Linked DNA regions of Mus musculus: regions 1, 2, 3, 4, 6 and 7 are each linked to region 5. Evidence: chromatin contacts called from public HiChIP or PLAC-seq and promoter capture Hi-C data. All regions are on one chromosome and are shown on one strand. Each heading gives the region's core, a stretch centred on a gene start, on an enhancer-like site or on the middle of the called end of the contact. The rest is flanking DNA. Distances are from core to core; before and after follow the strand shown.

The links. Promoter capture Hi-C pulls out the DNA fragments that hold promoters and counts their contacts. HiChIP or PLAC-seq counts read pairs in DNA pulled down with a chosen protein or histone mark.
Region 1: a contact with region 5 is called in an H3K4me3 HiChIP or PLAC-seq map of stem cell-derived neural progenitor cells, with 4 times the contacts expected there. The contact joins the promoter of Rasl2-9 here to the promoter of Zfp78 in region 5. A contact is called at or near these places in 2 of 39 promoter capture datasets (cranial neural crest and embryonic stem cells) and 1 of 115 datasets of contacts at active chromatin or transcription factors (stem cell-derived neural progenitor cells).
Region 2: a promoter capture Hi-C map of embryonic stem cells shows a contact between it and region 5, with 4 times the contacts expected there. The contact joins the promoter of Isoc2a here to the promoter of Zfp78 in region 5. A contact is called at or near these places in 2 of 39 promoter capture datasets (cranial neural crest and embryonic stem cells).
Region 3: a promoter capture Hi-C map of embryonic stem cells shows a contact between it and region 5, with 4 times the contacts expected there. The contact joins the promoter of Shisa7 here to the promoter of Zfp78 in region 5. A contact is called at or near these places in 2 of 39 promoter capture datasets (cranial neural crest and embryonic stem cells).
Region 4: an H3K27ac HiChIP or PLAC-seq map of extraembryonic endoderm stem cells shows a contact between it and region 5, with 5 times the contacts expected there. The contact joins the promoter of U2af2 here to the promoter of Zfp78 in region 5. A contact is called at or near these places in 10 of 39 promoter capture datasets (the 3T3-L1 cell line, cranial neural crest, embryonic stem cells and 6 more) and 5 of 115 datasets of contacts at active chromatin or transcription factors (astrocytes, embryonic stem cells, extraembryonic endoderm stem cells and 2 more).
Region 6: a promoter capture Hi-C map of pre-B cells shows a contact between it and region 5, with 3 times the contacts expected there. The contact joins the promoter of Sbk2 here to the promoter of Zfp78 in region 5. A contact is called at or near these places in 2 of 39 promoter capture datasets (cranial neural crest and pre-B cells).
Region 7: a contact with region 5 is called in an H3K4me3 HiChIP or PLAC-seq map of embryonic stem cells, with 5 times the contacts expected there. The contact joins the promoter of Zfp579 here to the promoter of Zfp78 in region 5. A contact is called at or near these places in 4 of 39 promoter capture datasets (the 3T3-L1 cell line, cranial neural crest, hippocampal neurons and 1 more) and 1 of 115 datasets of contacts at active chromatin or transcription factors (embryonic stem cells).

Annotation. Positions count from the first base shown.
Region 1 is chr7:5,124,189-5,127,387 of GRCm38.p6, forward strand. Rasl2-9 (RAS-like, family 2, locus 9) reads right to left here and starts at 1,762. Exons shown (of 1, transcript NM_009028.2): 1 at 754-1,762. The coding sequence starts at 1,741. The coding sequence ends at 1,091.
Region 2 is chr7:4,875,462-4,878,518 of GRCm38.p6, forward strand. It overlaps Isoc2a (isochorismatase domain containing 2a), which reads left to right and starts at 1,592. Exons shown (of 6, transcript NM_001101598.1): 1 at 1,592-1,732.
Region 3 is chr7:4,842,908-4,846,353 of GRCm38.p6, forward strand. Shisa7 (shisa family member 7) reads right to left here and starts at 1,789. Exons shown (of 6, transcript NM_172737.4): 1 at 1,698-1,789. Isoc2b (isochorismatase domain containing 2b) reads right to left here. Exons shown (of 6, transcript NM_026158.2): 6 at 2,053-2,458. The coding sequence ends at 2,363. It overlaps Gm36127 (a long non-coding RNA gene), which reads left to right. Exons shown (of 2, transcript XR_881804.2): 2 at 1,876-2,078.
Region 4 is chr7:5,060,726-5,063,742 of GRCm38.p6, forward strand. U2af2 (U2 small nuclear ribonucleoprotein auxiliary factor (U2AF) 2) reads left to right here and starts at 1,418. Exons shown (of 12, transcript NM_133671.3): 1 at 1,418-1,611. The coding sequence starts at 1,563. It overlaps Ccdc106 (coiled-coil domain containing 106), which reads left to right. Exons shown (of 5, transcript NM_146178.2): 5 at 1-60.
Region 5 is chr7:6,361,201-6,364,589 of GRCm38.p6, forward strand. It overlaps Zfp78 (zinc finger protein 78), which reads left to right and starts at 2,108. Exons shown (of 5, transcript NM_001025163.1): 1 at 2,108-2,147.
Region 6 is chr7:4,962,672-4,965,965 of GRCm38.p6, forward strand. It overlaps Sbk2 (SH3-binding domain kinase family, member 2), which reads right to left and starts at 1,735. Exons shown (of 4, transcript NM_001146329.2): 1 at 1,630-1,735; 2 at 260-514. The coding sequence starts at 512. Sbk3 (SH3 domain binding kinase family, member 3) reads right to left here. Exons shown (of 4, transcript NM_001200041.1): 4 at 2,589-3,294.
Region 7 is chr7:4,994,495-4,997,538 of GRCm38.p6, forward strand. It overlaps Zfp579 (zinc finger protein 579), which reads right to left and starts at 1,607. Exons shown (of 2, transcript NM_026741.2): 1 at 1,510-1,607; 2 at 1-418. The coding sequence starts at 416.

The DNA.
Region 1 (3,199 bases), core at 512-3,011, 1.2 Mb before region 5:
TATTTTTTGAAAAATAACTTGTATCCCCTTGATTTCCTTCAGTTGTCTTATTGCTCTAGGTAAAACTTCAAGTATAATAGTCAATAGATATGTAAAGAGTGGACAGCTTGTCTTCCTCCTTATTTTGGTAGAACTGCTTTGAATTTATCTCCCTTTAATTTGATGTTTGCTATCAGATTGCTTTTTTTTTGGGTTTTCAAGACAGGGTTTCTCTGTATAGCCCTGGCTGTCCTGGAACTCACTTTTGTAGACCAGGCAGGCCTTGAGCTCAGAAATTCTCTGGGGGCTGGCGAGATGGCTCAGTGGTTAAGAGCGCGACTGCTCTTCCAAAGGTCCCGAGTTCAAATCCCAGCAACCACAAGGTGGTCACAATCATCTGATGCCCTCTTCTGGAGTATCTGAGGACAGCTACAGTGTACTTACATATAATAAATAAATAAATCTTAAAAAAAAAAGAAATTCGCCTGCCTTTGCCTTTCAAATGCTGGGATTAAAGGCATTTAATTAAAGGCACCACCACTCCCGGCTTATCAGATTGCTTTATATTGCCTTTGCTATGTTTGGTATGTCTTTTGTATCCCTAGGCTCTCAAGGAGTTTTATGATAAAGAGGTGTTGGATTTTGTCAAAGGCCCTTTGTGCATCTAAAGATATGATCATGTTTTTTTTCCCCTTTTAATTTGTTTATGTGATAGATTACATTTGCTGATTTTATTTTTCTCTTTTTTAGAAGATATTTAGAAGATATTTCAAATATGAAATACAACTTTATTCTGATTCTAAATGAAAGAGTGGGAATGACAGTTACAAACAAGATTTCACCACTGACTATTGTGATGCTACGGTAGCAGTCTTATCTTTGAAATCCAGAACAACTCTGTTCCAGGGGGCTAAATACGCAAGTCCAAAAAAATGAAGGTGTATTTTAACTGCCACATTCACTCCGAAGCCCATTCATCTCCTTCAGCATCCCAATGAATTGCACGATCTCCTTTAGCTAAATAAGGTGGCACACACACTGCACCGCTGGCTGGCATCACAGGACAGTTGCCTAAAATAGACTTCTGACGCAGGGCTCCAGCTTCACTTTCTCACAGGTCATCTTCCTCATCTGGGAGAGCAGTCGTCTGAGCAACCTCTAAATCATGCTCGTACTGTGCTGCCAAAGCTGGGTCCATGACTACCTCAGGTGGGGCAAGAGCAGGCATGGCAACGAACTCCAAGTTAGGATCTCCAATGAGCTTTCTGGCAAGCCAGAAGAAAGGCTTTTCAAAGTTGTAGTTACTTCTGGCAGAAATGTCATAGTACTGAAGATTCTTCTTTCGGTGGAAGAGAATAGGTTTTGCCTTCACTTTCATGTCTTTAACATCCACTTTGTTGCCACACAATACAATGGGGATGTTTTCACACACACGCACTAGATCTTTATGCCAGCTAGGCACATTCTTGTAAGTAACTCTTGATGTTACGTCAAACATTATAATGGCACACTGGGCTTGGATGTAGTAGCCATCGCGCAGCCCCCCGAACTTCTCCTGACCGGCTGTGTCCCACACATTGAACTTGATAGGTCCTCTGTTGGTATGGAAGACTAATGTGTGCACCTCCACGCCCAGGGTGGCTACATACTCCTTCTCAAACTCTCCGGTCAAGTGGCGCTTCATGAATGTCGTCTTTCCGGTGCCGCCGTCGCCCACCAGGACGACCTTGAACTGGACCTGCGGCTCTCCCTGGGCGGCCATCGCGGCGATCCTGCCGGAGAGAGCGGCTGCTGCACGTGCGCCCTCTAAAGGCAGCGGCCGGGAAGAGCGCGCGGGAAGGCAGACTCTGTACCAGACTGTGGGGGAAGGGAAGCTGGGCACCGCCCGCCGCTGCGGTGCCCACCCGAAGGACAACCAACCCTCGTGTTGCGCTCTGCCGGGTCCTTCCAGCTACCTTCCAGGACTGATTTTCACTTACTGAACCATCTCTGCATTTCTTGGATGAAGCCTACTGAATTGTACCGAATCAAGGATTCATGACAGGGACACAGAGGAAGGCAGCTTGGCTCAGTGAACTGCCTGCCATCCTGAACAGATCTGTTAGATCTGAACTTTTCTGACAAAACTCCTTTTGCCTAAGCAACGGGCTGCACAATTTGTTTTTAGAGACAAAGGAAAAAAAAAAGGCGATCTTATGTCAAATATAAAAGAAATATAGAGCCGGGTGTGGTGGCGCACACTTTTAATTCTAGCACTCAGGAGGCAGAGGCAGGCGGATTTCTGAGTTCGAAGCCAGCCTGGTCTACAAAGTGAGTTCCAGGACAGCCAGGGCTATACAGAGAACCCTGTTTCGAAAAACCAAAAAAAAAAAAAAAAAAAAAAAGTATATATATATATATATATATATATATATATATATATATATATATGTGTGTGAAGGAATGGAAGAATTAAATGAGAGTCAGAGATTGAACTCTTGTAGAAAGCCAAGCTTGATATCATAGGTAGTAGGAAATTTTTTTTTTTTTTCAGTTACTGAAGCACTTTAATTTCTTTACACAATGACGTGTTGCTGGGGCCTAATGTTCTCACTGAACAGTAGAAAACCAAAATTTGTCATTTCTTAAAGAATTGAGTACAACAAAACCTTACATAAATTAAAGAATGAATACATTTACAGGTGTCGATGCAAACGTTCCCAACTCAAGGCAACTAACAACCGATGGTGGTCAGGAGGGAAGAAACCAGAACGGAAACTGGGTCCTAAGGCTCGGACTTTCCCACCCTGTTAGACTGGCAAGAAGGAGTGGTAACTGGTTCAGGAGCCCTTGCCAGCCTCGGGAAATCCTGGAAGTCTGCTGTTGGTTAATACCCTGCACAGATCACTCCGTGGTGCTCACAGAGATCCACCAGGCTGGGCCTTTCTCTTCCACTGCGTGTTCTCCCCAGCCCCAAGTGACCGAGCCACATGAACTAAGGACTGAATCAAGATATGCACAGGGTGTTAAACATATACCAAGGGAGCAGTTAACTTGAATACAAGGTCAAAAATCAGCAAGTTCTATGATCCAGTGCTGATATCAGATACACGCTTCAAGGACAAATTTCTTTTCAAAGGCTTATTCCAGTTTCATGAGGCTAGCATGAGGTGTGTACATTTGCCAGGGCAAATCGATACTTCAATACCAGCTCATGCAGCAGATGCCTGGCACCTGCTCA
Region 2 (3,057 bases), core at 342-2,841, 1.5 Mb before region 5:
CCTGTTATGATTTGTAATGTAAATATCTGGTTTGCAGAATATCTGACATGTAACCCCAGTGGAAAGGTCACTGACTCCTCCCCAAAGGGGTTTCGACCCACGGGTTGAGAATCACTGCCCTAGAGACAGCCTCTGGAACTTTCATTGACTTTGCTCAGTGTTGAGTTCTGGGGCCTAGTATACAGTAGTTATACAATAAATGCATGCCAGTAGTGCTGGAACCTAGCCTTGGGGCCTCCTGCCATCTACTCTGAAAATCTGGCTATATAGGAACCTCCAGCAGTAGGGCCTCCAGTTGTGGGGACCAGGTGTCCCTGGGCTGCAGCCCCAGGGAATGTATAAACAGAAGTCTCACTGCGTACAGATCTCAGGGCCCAGTTGAGAGACCCCGAGGGACTGCACGGGCTCTAGGATGCACGGCTGAATGTTCTGAAGTAGAAATACAGATCAGAGCACACTCCTCAAGTGTGCAAAGGACTGGATGGCTGACGGTTCCAGAATGAGAGGTCACCCTGGGAGTGCGGGTGAGCCCTAACACCGTGCTTGTCTTATGGGGTAGATGGGTAGACTCCGGAGCCTGTAGCTTGCTGGTTAAGAACTGATACAGAAAGACAAAGTGCAGACAAGAGGGGAGGGTGCTCGTTGGGCGTCTCCTACATGACCAATTAAAACATAACTGGGCCTGAATATAAAACAGACAGTGTATGGGTGCAGAGGCAGAGGAAAGTGCCTGGAGATAGATAGCCAATTAGGGGAACAAAAGCCTCTTTAGCAAGGCGAGACTAGGCAGAGTCAACCTCAGCGATGAATGTTGAGGGCTTTTAAATGGAGACTTGGGAGGGGGTTGCATTGGCTGGAAAGAGAGGGATCCTGTCTCTGAGAGGGGTGCCAGTACCTCCAGGCCACAGGTCAATCACTTCACCTCCAGGCTCACACCCTACTCCAGAGCTCCCTCCAGAGGGGTGAAATTGAGGCCCAAATGACTCCTGGGAACAGGAAGCCTGGCCTCTGTAGAATCCATGGAATCCTGAGATTCATCAATGGCATGCCTGCTTGTATCTACTTAATTTTTCCCATCTATTTATTCTGTGGTGTGTGTGTTTCTGTCTTTGCATACGTGCCTGCGCCACATCAGGTCTGCAGAGGTCAGAAGACAAGTTGCAGGACTCAGTTCTCTTCTTCCAAAATAAGGGTTCTAGAGATTTCTACAGAAATCAGGTCCAGACCTTGCTGAACCCTGCAAGCCAGTCTTTTAGTGGGGTTCAGGGAGCAGGCTTTCAGTGTGTAGCCCACGATGGTGCAGGTACCTTTAGCTCAGATAAGAAAGGCAGGTTGTAACTGTGAGGCGCAGCAATAATACAAGGTGCAACCTGATAACCTCTACCTTCATTCCCAGTTAGAATCTGAGCTCTCAGCAGAGGCCGCCTCTCAAGCCCTCATCGGCTCTTCATTGGTTCTGTGCGCTATCTCTCCACCCCTTAGGCTTCTGCGGACCAATCAGATTCTCATGACTGACCCGCCTTAGCCGCCCCTCCCCCTTACAGGGCGCAGCCGAGGCGCGAGCTGATTGGCCTGCTCGGGAGGGAGGGGTAGACACGTAAGGGGAGCAGACCTCGTGTCCAAAGTGGGCAAAACGGTGACCCAGCCCGGAACTAGTGACAGTCCAGTGGGGGAGAGTGCGCTGAAGGGACCTAGTGGAGGGACTTGCTGCACTCGAACCTGGTACCGCCGGGTAAGTCCAACTGCCCGTCCTTACAGACGGAGGAAACGGAAGGTTTGCGGGGTGTCCAGCTGAGGAGGGGCTCCAGTTGGTCTCAGGATGGATCATCAGGGAGGAACTTCAAGCTTCTCCAGAGCTAAGTTTTGTATCAGCCCCAGGAGTGGGCGATTCTCACGCCCATTTCTTCCAAGAAGAAAAGCGTCCCAGAGACACAGAGCTTAGAAATCTGGGTTCCTGTAGTGGTGTGCAGTAACCACTTGCCCAATTAAGCAACCTCATCCCCAGTCTGTCCGCAGGAGGTCACTTACCCCAGCCTAAGACAGGTTTCCTTTACTGAGCTGAGGCCTCCTTCCAGGACCCCCACGATGTCCCGAAATCTCTCTGCAGTCTAGACACCCTCTTCACTTTTCACACGCGCGTCCCACCTCCACTCTTTCATTGTCTCCCTTAGATTGGTTATTTTCTGTCCCAGCTCTCACCCAGGTTCCGTTTCGTCTGCAGATCATACCTAGCTGGCCTGAACTTTTTCTTTCTTTTTTATTCTCTCAGATACTACATCTCGACTGCAGTTTCCCCTCCTCCCTCCCTCCCCAACAGCCCTCCTTCCCTCCACTGCTCTTTCTTTTCCGAAAAGGGCATGCCTGCCCTCAGACGCCAACCAAACATAGCACATCAAATTGCAGTAAGACTGTGCACCTCCCCTAGTATTAAGTCTGGAGAAGGCCGCTCAGGATGAGGAAAGGGTCCCAAAAGCAGGAAAGAGTCAGAGACAGCCCCTCTCCCACTGTTAGGAGTTCCACTAGAAGACCAAGCTGCACAACCCAAACACATATGTAGAGGGCCTATATCAATCCCGTGCAGGCTCCCTGGTTGCTGGTTCAGTCCCTGTGAGCCCCTATGAGCCCAGGTTAGTTGATTCTGTGGGTTGTCTTGTTGTCTTTGACCTCTCTGACTCCTGCAATCTCCCCCTCTTTTCTGCAGGACTCCCCAAGTTCTTCCTAATGTTTTGATTGTGGTTCTCTTCATCTCTTTCCATAAGTTGCTGGATAAAGTGTCTCTGATGACAGTTGGGCCAAGCACCAATCTATACCATTAGGCATCTCAATTTTAAAAAAAATATTTATTGCTGCCAGGAGTGTTTGGTTCTATCCTAGGTCTCTGGGCTATCTAGCCTCCCAGGTAGTGGGTTGGGCTCCCTCTGGTGGCTTGGGTCTCCAGCTGGGCCAGTCATTGGCTGGCTACTCCCACCATTTCTGGGCCACCTTTACCCCAACACATCTTGTGAGCAGGACAAGTTGTAGGTCAGAGGTTTTGTGGCTGGGTTGGTATCCTAATCC
Region 3 (3,446 bases), core at 539-3,038, 1.5 Mb before region 5:
CCAGCTCAGGACTTGAATGACACAAGGTGTTACAGAGAAAAAGAGCCAGCCTCGGAAAAGCAAGCCCCCAATAAGTCCTATCCCATCCCTGCCAGCTGGGGGTGGAGAATGCTGGCTAGGATGTCAGAAGTGGGCTGGGCTGGGTGGATCGGAGTGCCTCCCGAGGGTCCTTGCAGAGAACAGCAGCAGGTGGGGGGAGGCGTGGTGAGGACGCCTGAGAGCCGAGAAAGGGACGGAGGAACAGGATCCAGGAAGAGGGGAACGCAGACGAAAAGAGGAAGACAGAGATAGTCAGGGAAGAGACAGAAACCCGCAGAAGGTGGTACCAGAAGGATGGGTTAGTGATGGAAAGTAGACAGAGGCTGAGACACAGAGAGTAGGAGACCCAGAGAGAGAAACAGAGGCCCTGGGATTGGGAGGGGAAGTAAAAGACAGCGAGAGAAGTGAGATCTAGGGATGGGGAGGGCACAACCAATAAAGTCTAAAATGGCCCGAGTGGGGTCTGCAGGTGGCGGCTGAGGAGGTGGTGGTGGGGGCACAGATCAGGGAAGGGGGTAGGAGCATGTGGAAGGGGTTCCTAGGAATCTCAGGGATTAGGAAGTCGGTTTGAGGTGGGAATGCGGAAAGCAGGCAAGATTGGGGACCTGTAGAAGGAGGGAGAGGAGAGTAGCAGGTCCTGGCTACTGTGGCGCTGGGAAAGACCCCCAAATCCCTGCCTGCTAAGGATAGCGTGGATACCACATGCAGCGCTACTTTGTCTGGGCTGTCTGGGGTCCCTGCCTAGAGTCTCCGTCCATTCTCTTCTTAGGCCCCCTGCCTACGTGCAGCCGGCTGTCTTCTCTCTTTCTAACCTGGCTCTGCCGTCGGGTTTCTGTTCCTCTGCATCTCTGCGTCTGTCTAGGGCTCTGTCCGGATCTCTGTCTGGGCCCTCCATCCCCAACCTCCCCCGCCTGGATCTGTAGCCTCCTTGTAATTTCCACACCCAGTTCCTCTGTCAGGGGCTCTCTCAATCTCTGCTTGTCTGTCCCGGGATTCTGTCCCTTCTAAGTGTCTCATTCTCATCACTGCACTGTTCCCCGCCCTTTGAGCCCCTCACTCTTGAGCAGAGTGGGTGGGGGGCGCTGCGGAGGGAGCTGTGTGTTCCCAGCGCAAAATAGACTCCCGTTGCCATGGCGACGCGAGCGCGGCCTCGAGACGCAGGCTTCGGGCTGGGTGTGCGGAGGGGACACCTGGAACCGGAACGCGGGGGCCGGGGCTCCGACGCCCGTGTCCCAAGGGGCTCCGGAGGATGGATGGAACTCCTAGGTCCCCGGGGAGGGTGTACTGGGCTAGGTAACTTGTGGGAGGGGGCTGGGCTGCTAGGATCTGCGGCGGCGGTGGGTGAGTTTGATTGTCAATGGGGTTGGACTGGTCCTTGCATCTCTGGTGGACACGGGATGCCTTCAAAGGCCCCCAGGCTGGGGATGGAGTCTGCGAATCTCGGGTGAGGGTTTGACGCGGTGGAGGCGGAGGGGCGTCTGTAGAGTTTGAACACTCTGATCTCCAAGGGGCTGCAGAATTCTGCGTCTTGGGCGAGTAAGGACCACGGAGCAGCAACTGTCCATCCCATCCATTCACATACTTGTCCATTCCTCCCCATCCCTCTTTTTCCCCCGTGCCTCAGTTTACCCCTCCTCACCAGGTACGGATGCGCTCACCTCACTTTCCGGATGCGGGACCTTCAGGGAATCGGGGGTGGCAGCGTGGGGGCCAGCCAGGGTAGGCAGAGCGAGCGCGTGTCTGCCAGCCCGCGGGGCTGGGCGCGCGCGCGCTGATGGGGGTGGGGGCGGCAGGCTGCGTGGTGGGGACCCTGGCCGGCAGCTCTTTCTTTTGCAGATGCGCACCGGCCCCAGTGCAGATGTGGCCGCTGCCAGCCCTCGCCTGTGTCTCGCGCCGGCTTGGAGCTTGGAGAGGCGCCTCCCCCACCCCACCTGGAGGAGACCCCACTTTCTTCCTCCCACAGACCCTTGTAGCCCCCGTGATGCCCCCTAAACCCAATAATGGTTCGGTCCTCAGTCACATAAATGTTTATTCTCCGAGACAGGGTCCCAGTTGTGACATTTGTTCCCCCTCCTTTTCCCGCTTCGTGAAGTGGCCCGGGGCCCAGCCCCACCTCCACCTTTCTCTAAACCAATTCCCACCCAGCATCAAGGAATTTCATTTGCATTTCCGGGACCAGCTGCCCAATCGGAAGACAGAACCACGCCTCCTCTCCCACGGGGGCGGTTCTCCTGGCGGACTGCACCACTCTTGGGATCCATGGATGAAGGAAAAGTCATCCATCAACGTCTGGGTGACAAGGAGGGTGGGTGCTTCCTTCAAGTCAGGTCCTGGAGTTGGGCAACAGGGAGTTTTTCTTGCCTTGGAAGAAGCCTAACAGTCCGATGTCTGTGACTGGCTCCTTGAGGATCTTCTGAATCTGCAGGCAAAGGAGATGAGGAAGTGAAGAAGCCCTATCTCCGGAATAGAGAATCTGAGGAGCACCTCTTCATCTTGATCTCCCTTATTCTGACAGCATCGCTTCTCCAGTCAACTACTTCTTTTTCCTGTTTTCCAGGTGACCTCTCCCTCACACTTGCCTGGTTGAGCTGTTCCCCGCCATCTTGGTATGCTCTTGCCTTGGGACCACTAAGAGCAGATGGTTTGGGTTATCTTGTCTACCTCCATGTCCATCTTCTTCACTAGTCTCATCTTTCCTGGGTCATTCCTTTAGCTCTCAGCTCTCCCACACACAGACCCAACGAACTCATGAACTCTCAACGAATTTACACAACTCTCTCTTGGTGGAACAAGAATAATCAACCACATTACTGGCAATCAAACAGTCCAGCCAAGTTTATCTCCAGAAAATTATACCAAAAAATGCAAATCCTGCACCTCCACTTCTCTTCCCTGGTTAAACCCCACCACTGTTTATGGGATTTGTTGGTTTCCCTTCTTTGTCCCAGGCCACATAATGTAATCTTTTGACTATTCACCAATTTGATGGTGGCCAGCTCCTGTACTCTTTCTTTCTCAATGAAGCATAGTTGAGGTTTATTAAAGATATTTTAATATAGAGTTTAGGAACAAAGAGAGGTGCTTTTTCTCTTGCTTGTGGCCCCAGTAGTCTATGGAATTTCCTGGTAAGAAGATAAACACCAAAGCATGGATGTAGACTTCTCTAAAAGGGAGCTGACTCCTAACCTGCGCGCGCACGATCTGCGGCAGAGGACAGCACTCTCCCCACATGAGTTTTATTTCTTTGTTGATGTTGATTTGGTTGGGATAGAACCCAGGGCCTTGCCAAAGCTAGACAAGTACTCTGCAGACTGCGTGTGTGTGTGTGTGTGTGTGTGTGTGTGTGTGTACGTACATGTTTATGTGGGTATGTAAATGTATGTGAGAGAGAAAGAGACAATGGCTCG
Region 4 (3,017 bases), core at 168-2,667, 1.3 Mb before region 5:
GCAAAGACAGAGTATTATTCTGAGAGTTTAAATTAAAGAGACATGAAAATTTTCAATAAACTGGGCCCCAGGTCTTACTAGGAAGGGAATATGCTGGGAAGGGGTGGCCGTCGCCACGGAGACTGGGACAGGAGCGCTCAGCCAGAAGCCTCTAGAGAGGTTGGGGAGGGTAGGGTGTAATTAGCCCCAGGAGGCAGAGGTGGGAAGCGGAGCAGTAGGAGAAACTGAGGTAAGACGACTTTAAGAAGGCAGCGCCTGGGGCATTGATTCAATGAACGTTTAGCTGAGCCAGCCCGGAGGAGGTACCGGGGCGCTGGGTAGACTCTTTTCCGCCTGCCCGCCAGGGGTCAGGAGATCTCTCGGAGGTGTCACATTCGGCGCTTGCGCAGCAGGAGCAGGGGCGGACAATTTAACGCGATTGCCTTGGCAACCGGGAGAGAGCAGTCAGGTTTAACCGTCTTGAAGTTAGTGCCTTGGGGGCTGAGGTTGGCGGTGGGGGAAGGGGTGTGTGGGAGGAGATCGGGCGCACGCGCAATGTGGATTTAGAATGGCGGATCCTCCGGAGCGCTGAGAAAAACGTGCCCTAGACCGCTACGCAGGCGCAGAAACCCCTCTCCAATCACCGTGCGCAGGCGTCCCAAGCTGAGCTAACAACCTCCGCAGCGGCCTCGAACACCCTTTGTCGCACTGGCTGCTACTGTCCCACACACTTTCTCTGGCCTTCCGCGAGGTCAGTTTTTTCAGTTTTCTCCTAGAGAGCTAGGGACCGAAAGCTGAGACCCCGCCCCCTCCCCCGTAGCTATCTGGCCCACCTCCCATCAGTCCTCCCTCCCTTTTCGGGTCTTTAAGCCGAAAGGAGCCGAAGCAAGAGCGGAAAGAGCCGAACTTCCCTCCTGGGCGTGAGACCTTCCCGAAGCAGTGGCGGAAGGGACCGATATTCTCCGGAAGGGGCGGAGTGACCCTGTGGCGCCTCCGGAAAGAGCCGAAGACTAGAATCGGGCTTAATCTCTAGAGGGGCGGTGAGCGAGCGCTGGAAACCTTCGGAAAGAGCCGAAGGCCCGGACGGTTAGGATTGTTGGAAGTGACTGACCGCTTGGACAGGGTCGGCGAGGGGTGGGACGGATTTCCAGAGGAGGCCAGAGACAGACGGTTTGAGTTGTAGGAAAATCCGTGTCTTTAGAGGGGGCTGGTGTCGGGGAACGCGAAGACTCGCGGAATCCTCCGAACGTTGAAACGCTAGTTTCCGAAAAGTTACCGAAACTCGGGCAGCCGGCATAATCCTCGCTTCGGGTGATTTTGACGGCGACCGCCGCCTTCCGACTGCTCCGTCCGAGAACAGCCGACAGGCTTCGGAGCCGAGCTCGGGGAAGTTCCGGGGGGGGGCGGGTCGGGCGGGACGAGGGGGTGGAGCCTGGGAGGGGCGGGGCTTGGGGCTTGATTAGGTAGGCGACGGAGTGCCGGCGGGGGCCGGAAGTAGCCGAAGCCAGCGGCGGAAGTAGCCGGAGCGGGCGGGCGGCAAGGCGAGGCGAGAGCTGCACAGGGCCCTACGCGGCCGCCTAAGCATGTCGGACTTCGACGAGTTCGAGCGGCAGCTCAACGAGAATAAACAAGGTGAGGGCGCCGGGGTTGTGGGGTGGCTTCTTGCTTCGCCCTGTGCCCCCCCGCCATTTCCCTCTCTTGTTCGCTTCCCTAGGGCCGCACGCTACCCCCCCACCCCCCCGTCCGTGCCGCGCGCGCCGAGCTCACGTGACCTCCTCTCGGCGCTGAGGGAAGGGGTGGCGGGCGAGGCTCAGGGCGCGTGCGCGCCGCAATAGCCCGCGCCCACGTGGTCTCGGCGGAGGCGGCGCGTTTTGTTAAGTAGATGCCTTGAGAGCGCGCGGGATTCCGTAATGTGAAGCTTTTCTGTTGTCGTTTTAAATTTTTGTCTTTTACTTGAGAAAGATGAATTTTGGTCTCTAAATTCTGTCATTTTCTTTTGCTGCCTTGGCACTTCCGCTTCCGGTCGTGCGTACTTTTCTTTTCTCCACGCCCCCTTTGTTTCCAAAATGGCGGTGGTGAATCAGCCCCCCCCCCTCCTTTCCTTTTCCTTCACGTGGACTGGCAGTGCAATCTCCCGCTGCTTGTAGGTTTCGAGCCTGTTCATATTTTTTTGATTTCTCCAGAACTCTCCTACCTCGATGTTTCTGTCTCCGTCTCCGTCTCCGGCTTTGCGGTGTCTTAGATAAAAATGTGTCCTACACTTGTTTGCCCGCCAAAGAGGGAAGTCTGCGTTCTTTGTGCTCCTGTTGAGCATAAATCATGTATGCCTTGGGGCTTTTTTTGGCGGCAGACAATATCTGTTTTCCATATCCCTAACAATCCCTAAACTTATCGGTTTTAGGCAAAGCCCAGGTCCTGTATCATTCCAAACTCGGGTACCTAAAGCCAGTTACACTATAGGGATTGTAAAATATTCAACAGAATGGGGAAGAGGGAGCTGGCCCATTAACAGGTTAGTGGAGGCAGGTGCTCCCAAGGTAAGATCTTGTACTATGAATTTGGATCAGAAAGGCAAGCAGGCTATGTTGGTGCTGGCGGATTTAGGGATACCGAGGAAAACGTTGATTTACAAGACATTCTCTACAACCTCTTCTTTTTTGAGACCGAAGAGTTTAAATTTCTTGAGGGTTGAGACTTAAGCTGTCTTGTGTTGGGGCACTGGATGAGACCTTGAGAATTATTTGAAATGAAGCTGGAATTGAGGAGAGAGTAGCTAAAACAGTACACGTGGAAAAGTAATTATTCTGAGTGTCCTTGGTGAGCTTTTCTGCTTTGAGTAGTGTATTGCTTTAGAGTATAGGGCTTAGGGATTGAACATACCTGAGTTCAAATACCTTCATTACTCTTTATCTGACAGTCTAATCTGTTACCTGTATGCTGATCATCGATGCTTTGTTTACTGGGTTTTTGAAATTAGTGGTACATACTGACTATAGTTGTAATTAAACTCCTTCCTTGTCAAGGCAAGGAAATTTGTT
Region 5 (3,389 bases), core at 858-3,357:
TCCTGATATCTTTCACGCTAGCAAATGAATAGAACTCAAGAAGCACAGGTGGTAGAAACTTCAGCTTAGAGTCAGAAACACAGGTAAAACAACTGAAGTTTGGGAGTTCCATCTCAAACAGTGGGGAGTTTTGTAGGGCCAAGCCTTCAATTCCAGGTACTGTCAAAACTGAATTGATGACAACTAGCAGATATCTTTTATGGAATAGGTTTTCAAAGATGTTGAAATGTTATCTGAAGAAATCAGGAAATGTATGACACACCCTCCCTACTTTATATTTCTTTATAGCCCCCCATTTGTCAGGTCTGCTTTATCTGTGGAAATTAAGATCCAAGAAGCCAGGGAACTGTCTTTGCTTCTTCTCTCTCTTCATCCACATGGCCTCGTTTTATTTGTTTCAGCTTTTAATACAACTATCGATTTCTTGGTTCTTCAATGCAGGGTTAATTTCTAGTTTGGCAAAAGGCAGAAAAAAAAATCTGACTCTTGGGGTTGGGGATTTAGCTCAGTGGTAAAGTGCTTGCCTAGCAAGCCCAAGGCCCTGGGTTCGGTCCTCAGCTCCGGAAAAAGGAAAAAAAAAAGAAAAAAAAAGAAAAAAAATCTGACTCTTATATTTTGGTTCCTATGACATTGTCGTATTTGCTGCTTCCAACATTATGACATTCCCATTTTGTAGGTGAAACATATGCTGGTTTGCTGATCCCAGAGGTGATCAACATGAGTGGGAGGGAGGAGACAATCAGATGTAGAATAGTGGCTGTTTTTATTGTAGCAAAGCTTTCCCGCAAAGATCAAACTTCCAAGCCTTGCGTCGTGGGGGCTCACACCATTGATTTCAATTTGGAAGAAAACGAATGGATACAGAAAGATCAAGAGTTACCCATTTCGGAGGTTAGTCTGGGCTAACCACCTCAAATCTCCCTCTACAAAAATTATAATCTCAAAAACTAACAATAAAGATCGAGCTTGGTTAAGTAAGGGACAGTGACATCAAGGAGGCTCACAAAAGAGTGTGAGGGAAGCCTCACGAAAGGGTGGGGAGCCTAACAAAGAGCTGGCGCAAGACTCGCCCTAACCGACACGGCTAGGAATCCTGGGCAACCCTTCTGTATAATCACGCACTCAGCCACACACTGTCACAGCTCCAATCCGTTCTGCAAACAGTCTTAAATGGTGCCTTTCTCCTCAAATTCTGCCCTTTTTCTCTGACTCCTCTGAGAAGCCGCCCCTTCTCCTTCAAGCCCCGCCCTCACCTCGGGCTGCGGGGAGAACCTCCCTACTTGCTAAGCCCTGCCCCTCATCTCAGAATGCTGTAAACCCTCCCCTTTTCTGCTTAGCGCCAGGCTCACCATGCACTACGCTGAAAACCTGCTCTTTCGCCTCAAGCCCCGCCGCCCTCTAGATTTTGCTGAGAACCCGCCCCTTCTATACTAAGTCCCGCCCTCTAGAATCTGCTGAGAACCCGCCCCTTCTTCAAGCCCCGCCTTCACCTCTGACTGTGAGGAGAACCGCCCTACTGGCTAAGCCCCGCCCCTTCAGATTGCCGAGAACCCACTCCTTCAATGCTTAGCACCGCCCTCACACGAGCCGCTGAGAACCCGCCCCTTCTCCTCCAAGCTCCGCCCTCACCTCCGGAGGCGGAGACCAACCGTTCTTGCTAAGCCCCGCCCTCACCTCGGATTCTTCTGAGAACCCGCCCCTCCTCTAATCCCTGCCCTCACCTCACCTCACACAGAGCTGAGAACCCGCCCTACTTGATAACCCCGCCCCTCACCTAATACGGATAAGCTCCCGCCCCTTACCCACTTAGTACCGCCCTCTCCAGGGACTCTGCTGAGAACACGCCCCTTCTCCACCAAGCCCCGCCCCTTACTCCAGTTTCTTCTGGGAACCTTCCTATCTAAGCCCAGCCCCTCACATCAAACTTCTGAGACCCTTGCTCTTCTCTGCTTAGCTTTGCCTTCACCCTCAGTCTAAGAAACTGTTCTCCGTAGTACCCGCTTCTCATCGCAGACTTCGCTGAGTACACGCCCCTTCAGCCCCACCTTTCTCAGATTAAGCTCTTAGGTCGTCGCTGGCAGAGGCTGCGCTTGCGCACACATAGCTTGTAGGAAACCTCCCAGCGTTCCTCGGTTGACAGCGTCTGGGTAAGGCAGCTAGCGGGCGCTTGTTAGGGAGTGGGAGCCCGAGCGCTGCGGGCAGGGGAGATCCTCGTGGTCCCTGTGTTTTCTGTCTGGAGGTAGGCAGGCGGTTGCGTGGAATCTAGGGGGCACGAAAGCTCAGACGACTGGGCGTCCGGATCTAAGTCTGTGCTTGGGTGTGCCAGGCCCGTGCGTGTGTGAAAGGAACTGGGCTGTAAGTTTTCGGTGTGAGAGAGGGAGACAGAGTCTGAGAGAAATAAGTGCTGTGATTGTGAGAGAACTGTGAAATGTATGATGATAAGTGTGTCTTCCAGTGATCTGCATTACAGCACTTAAATGCTTGGAATCTCCAAAGTAATAAATACCTTGTTGACTGCTCTTGATTGATGGCTGACAAGACTCAAGGTAGTTTCAGAGTCGGTGCTGATCATCGCAGACGCTAAACGGGATTAGAGGATCAGTCCCAAACCCCATCCAGGAGAGGACAGGAGCTGAGGTTGATCACCAGATGCCAGTCCTTTTGTTGATGTTTCGAGACAGAATGTCATGTAATCCAGCAGTCCTCAAACTCTTTATGTAAGTAGAGGATGAGTTTGGAACTCTGATCTTCCTAACTCAGCCTTCCAAGTGCTGTAATTACAGGCGTGTGCAACCCACACTCAGATAAATGATTTACACAGCCATGCTTACGTGATGAAGTGTCCATAGCGACTCAAAAGGAAAGGATTCAAAGAGCTTTCTGACAGGAGTATTGTATCCCTGCATAGAAATCCTGAGAGGCCGTTGAGGGAAGTGGGTAAAGTGAAGATAGGATTGTGTTGGAGACTTCAAGATGTTGGAGATACTAGAGTCGTGGGGTAGCTGCAGCCTGAGTGTGGAACCAGCCCAAGACAGAGAAGTACGTGGCAGTCAGCAAAGCTGAAAGGATTCGGAGATCTGAATGACACAGAGATGCAGAATTTAGAGTTTGCCCTGCTTGTTTTCCGTCTTTGTTCTTTGGTCCAGTATTGATTTTCTTATTGTGCTCCTTTCTCTCCCTTTTGGAATGTGTTTTTATTTTTAAAGATTTATTTATTTTTGCTTGTATGGATATTTTGCCTGCATGCACAAATATGTACACCAAATGCATGGCTGGAGGCATGGATCTCCTGGAACTAGAGTTACAGGCAGTTGTAAGCTGCCATGTGGGTGCTGGGAATTGAACCCCAGTCCTCTAGAGGAACATCCAGTGTTCCTAACTGCTGAGTC
Region 6 (3,294 bases), core at 485-2,984, 1.4 Mb before region 5:
AACTAACCTGGAACTCACTGTGTAAATCCTAGGCCAGCTTCAAATTCACAACAGCCTTCCTGTCAGCCTCCTGGTCTCTCACCTTTTCAAAGGAAAACTCTGGGGCTCAGAGAGGTTAAAGCAACTCCCTGAAATGCACAGCCCAACAATAAAGTGGGGAAGGAAGATCTGACTGAGGTTTATAAGACTCCCTGGACTTGGCCTGAAATCTCTACTCTCAGCTGTACCCTACAGCATGCCTGTGTCCAAGATCCAGTACCTTTCTGGCGGTGAGTAACCAGCAGGACACGGCCGAACCGGCCCTGGCCCAGGGGACGCACTTCCTCGTACAGCTCTTCCACCTCAGTTTGGACCAGGGTCTGGGCACTCAGAGCCATCATGTCCTCCAAGGCCAGAGCAGCCTCCTGCCCCTGCTGCAGCTCCTCTACCGTTAGGCCTCCCAGGCCTTCATCACCTCCATCCTCCACAGTTGACACTTCCATTGGCTTGTCTTCTGACTGTTTGCCTGGCATTTCTGCAAGACAGACAAAAGGACTGTGACCCAGGACTCAGAGCTCGCTAGCCTATGCCTAGGGGAGGAAGAGCAAGGAAACCTGACTTCTGAGGGGTGAGGGCTGGGTCTAGATTCCTGGGTCCAAGGGAGGAGGGCCAGGGTCTGGGCTCCAGAGTCTGAGGGAAGGGGACCACAGTCTGGACCTCAAGGTTTAAGGGAGGAGGGCTGAGGGCTGGACTCCTGGGTCTGAGGGAGGAGGGCTGGGGTATGGACTCTAGGTTTGAGGAAGAAGTCTAGACCTGGACTTTCTCATCACCACTTCTTATTGTGACTCATTTCCATTCAGTAAGAGACCCTGAGGAGTGGAAAACAGTCACTTGTGTGAGGTGAGGTCAACTGAGAGGTCAGATGCCCCCCCCCCATTCCCACTGCCACCTGGTGGCCTGAGGGTGAAAGATGAACCAAGTCATCGAGACACCCCCCATCTTGTTTCCAAAGCAAACAGACTTGGGCCCAGAGTGGATGAGCGGTTTCTCTCCAAAGAGAAAACAGGTGCTCTCTGCCTCCAGGGAAGGGTGGGGCTCTCCACAGCTTGGGACACCCGGGTCCTGCCTGTAGCTGTCACTTGGACCTGTCCCAAGCCTTTAGCACTCAATCATTTTGTGGTTCAAGTCTCACAGCTCAGAAGCTTATCCCTAGACCCAGGGCTCGAGACCCCAGCACCCAGAGAAATAGACCCCAACCCTCCTCCTTCGAATTCAGGGCTCAGACCCCAGCCCTCCCTCCTCAGATCCAGGACTCCAGGCCCCATCCATCTACCCTCAGATCCAAGGTCCCAGACCTCGGCTCTCCTCCTTCAGACCCAAGCTTCCAGACTTCGGGCCTCCTCCCTTAGACCCAGGGTTCCAGCCCTCAGCCCTCCTCCCTCAGACTAGGGCTTCAAATCATAACTTATTACTGTCCCAGGAACTTCTAAAACTCACACAACTTGGGCCTTGGATTCTGTCCCCAACACTAAAGCACTCGATTGCTTCAAGGTGTCTCTTGTCCTGTCGAGGGGCCAGGACTCTTGCCACCTGTTTTCCTGTTCAACTGCAGCCTTCCCTCAGGCCGGTTAACCTTGCCCTACTTCTGACCTGGGCTCAGAGCTCCAGACTTCGCCTTCTCCAAGGCTTGTCTGATCCCTTTCTGCCTACTGCAGTTAGCGCCTTGCACTTCGGGGGTTCCTGCCAGCATCAGACTGCTCAGGAGCAAGTCCCGCCCTCACTCTGGGGGTTCGTAAAGCTCCGCCCTCTGCCCCGCCCCTTCTGCCCCCCATTGGGGGCAGAGCGACATCGTGTGTTGAATCCTAGTACTGGCTGTGGCTGGACCACACCAGTGTGGCTTAGCTCTCCTCCCTTGGACCCAAGGGTTCAGGAAGCCTTCTATCAGACCCAGAAATGCAAACCCCAGCTCTGCTTCCTCTCTTTCAGAGTCCACACTCCAGTCTTCATTCCTCAGATGGAAGAATCTAGAATGCATCCCTCCTATTTCAGACTAGAGAGGGTCTAGGTACCATCCTCTCTCCCTTATATCCAAGATCCCCTCCCCCAGCCCTCCTCCCTCAGACTCAAGGATCCGGAGCAGCCTTCCTCTCTCAGGCCCAGGATTCTAGACCCCAGCCATCTTCCTCAGGCCCGGAATCCCCGGAACGAAACTGCTTTCCTCAAACTCAGGAATCCAGCGCTCCTCCATTTGACCCAAGGATCTTGACCCTAGCCTTCTTTCAGATCTAGGGGTGCAGCCCCTGGCCTCTTCCCTCAAAAGGTCTCGGATTTTCTTTAATCTGATCCCATCTGCTCTGTTCCTCAGCTCCTGACTCTGGCGCCCTGTTGACAAACAAATCTTTTGAGAGGTGTATCCAGGAGCCATGCACTGGGGTCCTGTTTAGGAACAAAATAAGAGAGGATTCTAAAATGATGTCATGAGAAATGACCTCAGACTGGGGACCAGAAACAGGTGGCAGAGCAGCTGGGGATCGAGGATGACTGTACCCCTTTTGCGGGACAGCTGTTGGGTTTAAAGCACCGAGAACCACGTGGGTTCACTTCATTGTCCAAAATACACTTTTTATTTTGTAGATATTTTTAGTTTTACAAAAACAATCACAAAGGTCACACAGTTGTAAAAGACACACAGTTGCCAAGGTCCCTTGGACCCTTCACACAGCTTGCCCCAAGGTCAGCATCTTACCCAAGATTCATCACTAAATTAGCAAAGCTTTCAACAATAGTCATCCATCCTACCCACCATCTTTGTCCTCAAGGTCCTTTTCCTGTTCCCAAGTCCAGTCCGGGGCACCATGGTTCATTTGGTGAACTCACTGTTAAATCTAGAAAGTGTAGGTTCCTGGTTGGGATTATAGTTCTGGCTGCAGTCTTTGTTTTCCCTGCATGAACCTCTGGAAGCTCATATCCACCACTGTGTAAATCTCCATCATAACACAGGCCTGTAATCCCAGCATTGAGAGGTGGACGAAGGATGATCAGAAGTTCGAGGTTACCCTCTGCCACCTAGTGAGGGAACATCCTGGGATACAGAAAAACTTGAAAAATTTTTTAAGTATAAATTCCTGTGATGTTTCTAGTTTCTGCTGGGAGCTGGGGACTCCAGACACACAGAACTGGAGTCTGTGTGCTGTTTGGGACAAGGAAGAGCCATGAAACTAGTCCTGGCTCTCAGGATTGATGGGTCCCTGAATATAGATGGAGCTGGGTTATTCATAACCAGAGAACTTGGGGCATCTTGTGGAAATAGAAGAT
Region 7 (3,044 bases), core at 357-2,856, 1.4 Mb before region 5:
TTCACTGCCCTCTGCGTGGACAGATCCACCTCGCTACCTGCGTGCTCTTGGGCCAGGTGGCGCCTGAGCTGGGCTGGCTCCGGGAAGGTGCGTGGGCAGGCAGCGCAGCGCAGCGGGGGCTGGGGCCCGTGGCCACGAAGGTGGCGGGAAAGGTGGGCAGGCCTGCGGAAAGCTTTGGGGCACAGAGGGCAGGCATGGGGCCGGAGACCCGAGTGGCTCAGCCGGTGTCGAGACAGGTAGTAAGGGAAGCGGAAGAGGCGACCACAGGTTGGGCAGGGCAGAGGCGCCCTAGGGGCTCCAGCACCCCCTCTGCCACGACCACGGCCTCGGCCACGGCCACGGCCACGGCCTCGGCCTCGGCCACGGTCACGGTGAGGTGGGCTGCCCTGGGCGGGTGGAGGGGGCTGTGGATCCATGCCTGTGGGGAAAAGGGGAAGAGGCAGGGGTGGGGAGAAGAGATGAAAGATGTGGGGTGAGGTGAAGAGGAGAGCAGAGGTACAGGGCAGGTAGATCCACAGTTCAGAAGAGGATACAGATGAAAGTCGGGAGAGGAAGGTGGTGAGGAGGCAGAAGGGGATAGACACAGGAAAGGAGAGGAGAGAGTTGTGGAGACGTAGGAAAGGGGGGCCAAGTTCAGGAGAAACACAAAGGAGAGAGATAGAGAGAAAGAAAACATAGATATCAGAGGTGGGAACGGTCAGGAAGACAGAACAAGACACATACAGAGGAGACACAGGGAGACAAAGTCAGCCAATTGATTTTGCTCTAGTGCCCTGGGGCTTGAACATTCCTGGAGGGGCTGGGAACCAGTCCACCCTTGGGGCCCAAGTAGGGTGGGATTCAAAGTCAAGAGGCCCTGGAAATAAAAAGTCCATAAGTCAGGGGCTGGGAGGGACCAGTGGGTAGCCGGGCTTAAGCCCCTGGGTCTGTGAGAGGAGAGCTGGGGTCTGGATTCCTGGGTCTGAGGGAGGAGGAATGGGGTCTGGATTCCTGGATCGGAAGGAGGAGGGCTGGGGTCTGGGCTCCTGGGTCTGAAGAAGGTCGGGGTCTGCACTCCTGGGTCTGAGGGAGGACCTGGACTCCTGGGTTTAAAGAAGGGCTGATTTCTGGATCCCTGGGTCTCAGGCAAGAAGACTGAAAGGTAGGACTCCTGGGTCTCAGATAGAACCAGATAGGCGAACTAGACTCTTGCAGGTAGACGCAGCCTCTGAGTCCGGGTGAAGGAAGAAGCTGGGTAAGGGGCCCTGACTCACAAGACAAGGGGGAGGAGTGGACTGGGAGCTGGGCTGCAGAAAATCCTCAGCGAGAAAGCTGTGGCCAGACCCCTGGCCGGGCGTGGTGTCGGGGGAGGGCGTGGAACCTGCCGGCTGTCGGGGGATCTAGGTCCAAGAGGGGGTCTATCTGTTCCGGGTAGGTGTGATCTGCAGAACTAAGGCAGCGGGTCGAGGCCTTGCAGATTGCTCTGCGCAGGGCCTGGGGCTCGCCCCAGTCTCAGGGAGCCGGTCTTACCTCCACCTCCTGCGCTCCTTTCTTCCTTCCCTGCGGCCGGGCGATCGCGGACAGTGGTGGCGGAGAGGGAGGGGGTTGAGCGTAGTGGGAGGGGTGGGGGTGGAGAAGGAGGCTGGGCTCGGTGTTACAGCCTAAGCCTTCCCCCCGGAAACCCGGTGCTTGGTCGGAGGCCAGAAGAGGAAAGACTGGCTGAGAAGCCGGAAGCGGAGGGCCAGGGACCTGGTGGGGGTGCGGGGGGGGGGGGGGCGGGAGCAGAGGAGGGAGCTGCGGCTCCTGGATCCCGGGAGGGGAAGGGGCTGAAGGCCTGTCCTTTGGACCCTCAGAGGAGGAGGAGGCTGCAAGCCTGGGAATCTGGATCCAGCTTTCCACCCCTCCTCCATTTCCCAGCAGATAACACATATTCATTCATTCTTTCAACAAACAGGCATTTATCAAGCCCTGCCGGTGCCAGGCACTGTGCTGGCTGCTGGGTCTGAAGAAGGCAGAGATGGAGATGAACGAAGCAGTGAGTGATACAGGCTTGAGAGTGAACATCAATGATACAAGGAGTGCACCTCTATGATCGAGCCTGACTCTCACTGTCCCTTGGTTGCCTGGGCAAGCAATTCTCTCTTCTCCGAGCCTCAGTTTCTCCCTTTATGGTAAGCCCCAGGATCACAACCCGACCAGTTTTATCAGAACACCTACTGTGGGCTGGCTCTGTCCTTGGTGCTGGATCGATAAAGGCAAAATTCATACTATGATGAAAAGGGACAAACAAGAGTCAGTCACAGACGGTGTGACGAGGGAAGCTCTTGTTTTGGGCAAAGTGCTGTGGAATGAAGGGGATGGAAGAGACAGTGAGCTGGCTTTCAATGGGAGTGAATGCCATTCCTCTAGTCTTCCTTGGCAACTACGTTTCTGGAACTTGGAGCTTTAATGTTTCAGCCTGCTACATGGGCCACATCTCAAAGTATATATGATGGAGAAAAAGGGCCGTTTCAGTTATCTGCCTGCATTACAGTGTTGTTTTCTTTAGGGTTAACTTCATGCCAAACATAGTTGGCAAGAGGCTGGGTAAACTGTTCCTTTTGTACGTGTCTGGGTGAGTAGAGGTTTGGAAAGCTTTGATATGCTAGTAATTCCAGGAATTTACCCTTGAGAAACCAGAAACATGCAGTATTATACTTGTGCCAGTCCATTGCGGCTGCTTTCTTTTTCTTTTTAAAAACATTTCAGGGGGCTGGTGAGATGGCTCAGTGGGTAAGAGCACCCGACTGCTCTTCCGAAGGTCGGAAGTTCAAATCCCAGCAACCACATGGTGGCTCACAACCATCCGTAACGAGATCTGACGCCCTCTTCTGGAGTGTCTGAAGACAGCTACAGTGTACTTACATATAATAAGTAAATAAATAAAATCTTAAAAAAAAAAAAAAAAAAAAACATTTCAGTATAGGTATTGTGGGCTGGCAAGATAGCTCAGTGCAAAGGCGCCTGACTCGTGGCTGATGATCTGAGCTATCCAGGACCCACAGAGTAGAAAGAGATCACCAAAC